2 separate regions of the Bicyclus anynana genome follow, and region 2 is linked to region 1. A link is a contact called in public Hi-C data. All regions are on one chromosome and are shown on one strand. The core of a region is the stretch at or near the end of the contact, and the rest is flanking DNA. Distances in the headings are between cores, read along the strand shown. Region 1 overlaps LOC112055112 (all trans-polyprenyl-diphosphate synthase PDSS1). Region 2 holds the start of LOC112055112 (all trans-polyprenyl-diphosphate synthase PDSS1).

Region 1 (2,780 bases), core at 44-2,543:
AATAATTTTAACAAATTCCGTTACTTTTTGCGCTTAAGCTAGACGTAAGATTTTTTACTCCATCTGCATTTTGGATTCCATTTAAGTACTCAAATTAATTTATTATTTAAGTAACTCTGTGAAGTACACTCGAGTACCTTAAAAATTTGCGTAAATTCAATGTCACTAAGAGTAGTTTACAATTGTGATTCTAGTATCGTTCTCTTTGTCATACTAAACGAATCAAGTCTGTGTAACGATTACGGAATCCAAAAATATAATTAACGTAGAACATATAGCATATCACTCAGTATTTTAGGATTTTAAGGCGACAAGATGAGTAGAGCTTAATCGTCTAAGCATAGTTCAGAAAAAAAGAGAAAACTATTAAATAACATATTATGTTTTTAATTATTTCTGATTTGTCGCACTGAACTCCAGCAAAATCTGTTCTTAGCAGATGTCTACTAATTATAAACTACCTTCCTGCAAAATTTCATCTTAATACGTCAAGTGGTTTTCGATAATTCGTGATGACCTGTCGCTTCTATTATAAGATATGTATAAGATATAAGATAGCATTTATTTAAGTAATTCTATAAACTGGAATTGCTTTTCGGCACAGTTCAATCAACTATCACACACGTTTTGCGCAGACGGCACCTGATAAGAGTGAAAGGCTTTTACAAGAATGCTTCGAAAGTCTGCCCATCGCAAGCCGCATGAATAATTTACCAGAAAAATCTCTACGATTTCACGCCAACTATATTCCAACTGCGTTTGAGTTTCTATTCTGCAATTCATTTACACCTATGAATACGATCTTATGCAAGTGTACACAGTGTTGGTAATAAGTTTAAAATATTTTAATTCCGTCGCCTACTTCCAAGGACTATAGACCTATCGTTGAAATAAATTAAAGAATTTGCAAATTAGGTGCCGGACGTGAGTCACATAACAAACTCAAAGGCTCGTTTCAATATCGATTATGTAGCCAAATTTAAAGCTGCAGAAGTAGAGTCAAGTATCTATGTACGTATTCTATATGGCAACAGAGACGTCAATCAATCTCAGACGTCCAGAAGACAGCCAGCCACGAGTGAACTTGAAAACTAATATTACGATGTTAATAAACTAGCGTTGGTCAGTTGCGAAATGAGTTTTTCACAAGTAGACCTCGCGTAAACTGAGCGCTCTGCGTGTGTATACTCGACGTGATCTTTCGCAAGACAGCCTTGACAGTGGTGGTGGGCAGGTGGCGGACGGAAGGTGAATGTGGTGGGACGAATGTATGTCACGCGGACGGCCTTGACTCCCCTCTTATAACCCTCCTCCGACGGACCGCTTTTCTAGTCTGCGTCGGCGACCAAACGCGCAGAAATCATGTAAAGACTACTCATTCGATGCTCTCAATGCTGTTTCTCACAACCTGTTTAGAAATCACGCCTTGAAATCAGAATGGTGTTTTTCTTGGTAAAATTTAATCGATCTTGCTAAATGCAAATACATAAATAAGCTCTTTTTAGACAGATTGGTAGAGATAGCTTGTAGTGTTAGTTGCCTTTTGCGTTTCATATTATATCTACAAGTTATAACGTCGTGGTCTGTTTGACTTGTATACTGCACGCAATGAAATTATATTTAACATTAAAATGTAGTTCAAAAGAAGTACATGATGTGTTAGGATATCTGGCACGTATTAATAATAATTTGAGAGTCGTGTTATACAGAAAATTGTATTGGAATGATCAAGATTTATTCGAATTACAGCCGATCGAAGTATTTCGCATTGAGTGAGTGGTCGGTCCAGTGGTTGCGAAACATGCAGGCATGTTGTGGCGATTAGTAGCCGAGCGAGCCATCGTTTCAACATACCTGGCTAGATGGCAAGGCGACACACATGTAGGTACTGCTAAAAATTTGGTACAGTCCTTAGACTCATTCCGCAAACATGTAGGTATTGCTAAAAATTTGGTAGTCCTCAGACTCATTCCGCAAACATGTACGTACTGCTAAAAAAATTTTATAGTCCTTGAACTCATTCCGTAAACATGTAGGTATTGCTAAAAATTTGGTATAATCCTCAGAGTCATTCCGCAAACATGTACGTACTGCTAAAAATTTGTCATAGTCCTTGGACTCATTCCGCAAACATGCAGGAACTGCTAAAAATTTGGTACTGTCCTTAAGACTCATTCTGCCAAACTGTACGCCCTCTAATCTCTTTTTACCAGTATTACGTATTCGTATAAGTTCGTATAAGCTGGCCTATTCACAAACTTAGTAGGTAACTTTAGTGGATATACACGAAATTTACCAAATAGCTGTTGTTAGTGATTCTAAAATCACGTGATTTAGTATTCACTGTTTTATTGATAACTAATCAAAATTAATAACCAGTGTGTTTGACATTGTGATTTTTGTTAACAATGGGCTTTACAGAATGTGAAAAATGCGGTTGTTGTTGATTTAATGATAATAACTTTAGGTGGCTAATAGACCAAAGTCATAGAATAGGCCAGCAGGACCGACTTTTCGGACTTTTAGGATTTTTATTTATCTAACTCTATGTAAATTGTAAATTTATATTTAAATGTAAATTTATTATTAAATAATAATAATTAATAATCCATACTAATATTATAAATACGTAAAGTACGAAAGTAAGTCTGTCTGATTATCACGGTTAAACCACAGAACGGATTTGGATGAAATTTGGTATAGATATAAATTGGATCTTGGGGCGGAATATAGGCTACGTTTCATGCCGAATATATTCCGCGGGATTTGTAAAACACAGA
Region 2 (3,047 bases), core at 116-2,615, 48 kb after region 1:
TAGCATTATAGTACATCAAATTAGCGATTCTCATTTACATCCGCGAGCATTATACATTCCTATAACACCACAAACTTTACCTTTTTATAATATGTACCTACCTATATAGTATAAATTTATAATTAGTAAAATAATTTTAAAAATTCTTGTACCTACCACAAAAAAGTCACGATATTTGTGAGTGTCACAGGCTATATTTTATCCTGCATTCTCATAGAAACGTGGACTACATGAGTGAAACCACGGGACGTCGGCTAGTATTTTACAATTGACGTCAGAATCAAAGTTATAAAATAACGACGGAAAATGGCTAGAAAATATCTTTCCATTGGATTTTGAATAGGCGAAATTAAATATTAATGTCATAATTGTTGCTTAGAAAGTTTTGTGTGACTCGTCAAGATTCTACATCGCATGCTCGCACGCTGCTCGAGAAAGCACGACGTTTCGCGCGGCTCGTGACCGCACCATTGGCCGCGCGGTTGCCGGCCGAGTACAGCCGCGATAAGTTGTACTGAATCACACTACTACTAATTACCTTAAGGAAATTTCATAAATAAATGTTCAATAATTAACTACTCATCTATGTACTCTGTAGTTATTACTGTTTGATAGTTTCCTAAATATTACATACATATCCGATCGATTATTATCGTGTTCTATATCGATATTAAATTTTCAAACTTGAATTTTATCTGATCATTTAATGTGTAACAATAAACGCCTTATTTGTCACAAGTAAAAGCTTTTGATTTCAATGGAAATCGCAGGTTTTACCCGAGAAACCTGTGCCGCGAATTGACCTACTGACCGCAGACATAATTTCACTTTTTAGAATTTTTGTGAATTCATCGCACTAGGCAAGCATACAGTGTATAATTTCACGGATTTTTTTGTAGATGTGATTTGATTGTACTAAAGTTTAATTAAAAATATATTTATTGCAAAATAAATCGAAATCTCGAATAGATCAGCTGACTTTATAGGTTAATGACATGCTGTTATGTAAAAAGGATTGTTGTTAATGTCAAAGTTACAATCAAAGATCATAATAAGATTGGTAATTGTACATTTTTATACCAATTAATTATATAATTATGAGATAATTAAGTTTTAAAAAGGTGTTATAATTCGTTTTAAAGAAATTATCTAACCTGACAGGTCTTTCCAAATATCCTCAACGGAGATGGTCCGGGTGGTTTGAGTTTCACAAATACAGTCTGTCTTCGAACTTTAGGTCCGAATTGACACATTAACTGATCCTGAACACGAGCACAAAGCCTACTCGAACTTAAACACGCCATAGCTACAACTGCGACCAAACGCTTGAAGACATGAACTACATTACACACATAGCGCCCGAGCGATCAGCTTTTTCCTCCCCACTTAGACAGCTGATTGTCAATCTTTCGAATCTACCAGTATTGCCAGAAATGAAAAACTAGTAGCTTTTAGTAGGTTTTATAAATAAAAAAATATTTTTAATTTCATATCACACTATCTGCTGCGTTACAGTTTGATTATTTGAAGAAACTATTCTTTTTTAATTTATCACTAAGAGACTGATTTTTCTTAGATAAACATCTTGATATCAGCCTGTTACATAAGGAAAAATGTACGCATAGATAATTTGAAATATAACAATAATCCTGTAAGTATTTATGTATGTTTGAGAACAAATAATTTAAGTTATTTTTAAAGATGAAGAATTTTTTATTCCATGGATTCACCTTGCTGGTGCTGGGACCATCATGTGGCGGAGAAAAAACTCTGGTTTAACTTTCTCTGAGAGAAACTCGGAGAGAAGAAACTTTCAACCCGGGGGAACAGTCATGGAATACCTGTAAGATTATACATAGTATACTGTAAGAATGTTGTTTCCCTGTCCAATGAAATTTTATAAGATCCTGTTAGATAAGGTTGCAAATTTTAATACGCGTTTGAGATACACGTTCTATAATTATTATAGAATTTGCTGCAATTCTACTGTGGTTAAAGTCTGTAAGCAGAATAGTAGAGCAATAAATGACTCGTCGGTTTAGTGGTTAGCCTATGTGGTGGATAACGAGATCCTGGAAATTCTGGTTCAGGTTATGAGATAACATACAAGATATGATTGATACATACAATACAGTATGATTAAATACAATACAAAGATTTCTTTATTATTAGAAATGTTTAGTTAAAATTTGCAGTCCGGAGTTGAAAAGTCGGTGATGTTACACCCCCTTGCCGCGGAGAGCGAATTAGGCCATCGGTCCTGGTCATTAACATCAGCTGATAGTTGTCGTTAGTGAATTTATCATTATCACTACCGATGGGTAGAGAGCTAAGCTCACCGTGGTGTTCCAAAGCTTTGTGGGCTTAGCTTTATATCCCCTCTCGTTTAAGGAAAGAGACCTGGCCCTATATTAGATCGATAAAACGGGCTGATAATGTTAATAAGGATGATGACAGTGTAGCCTTTAGAAATATTTGTTTCCCAATACACAGTAAACTCTAAAAGTAAGTGATGATTAAATATTTAAATTTATCAAAACTATATTTATGATAAAGATTTTCTATAATCTATAACCTAAAATTCAAAGCTTTTGTATATTATTTTTTGTTTATCGTTGGCTTAGTCCACAAAATAGCGGAAGACTAGGAGAATATTTAAATAAATAATGGCAGCACTACGGGAAATAGTGGAAATCCACAGAATATAATTTTATTGACCTATTGTTACCAAGCTGTCAGTGTCAATGTCATTCTTAGCATTTATTTTAGAATTAAATAACCTAATATTTTATTTTTCAGAAATCAAATAAAAGATTTTTCATATTTGTGAAAGTAATTGCAAGGTGAGATATAAAATCAAGCTTACAAATATAAACCTATGAATACTAGAAAGTAGTTCATTAACCACACTGTAGGTTATTATGTTCACACTCCTGAGTAAATATGTTCCTTGCTTCACAGGCAGGAGTCATCCAATACTATTAGTTTGTTTTAAGGTGAAAATGATTTCCCGTGTACACCACTTGAAAAATATAATAAAGAATGTA

The links. Hi-C and Micro-C count contacts between places; a contact is called where the count stands out from the background.
Region 2: a Hi-C map of whole body shows a contact between it and region 1, with 2.6 times the contacts expected there. The contact joins the promoter of LOC112055112 here to the enhancer-like site in region 1. A contact is called at or near these places in 2 of 2 Hi-C or Micro-C datasets (whole body and whole larva).

Annotation. Positions count from the first base shown.
Region 1 is chr12:8,895,903-8,898,682 of ilBicAnyn1.1, forward strand. The region is part of intron 4 of LOC112055112 (all trans-polyprenyl-diphosphate synthase PDSS1); the gene reads right to left. Among protein-coding and RNA genes, the nearest start is that of LOC112055114, 23 kb to the left of the region's middle. Within about 2 kb of position 1,294, at least 8 of the 8 cell types and tissues checked have open chromatin away from gene starts, as enhancers often do.
Region 2 is chr12:8,943,907-8,946,953 of ilBicAnyn1.1, forward strand. LOC112055112 (all trans-polyprenyl-diphosphate synthase PDSS1) reads right to left here and starts at 1,366. Exons shown (of 8, transcript XM_052884553.1): 1 at 1,155-1,366. The coding sequence starts at 1,304. LOC112054842 (39S ribosomal protein L32, mitochondrial) reads left to right here and starts at 2,784. Exons shown (of 5, transcript XM_024094756.2): 1 at 2,784-2,843; 2 at 2,962-3,047. The coding sequence starts at 3,003.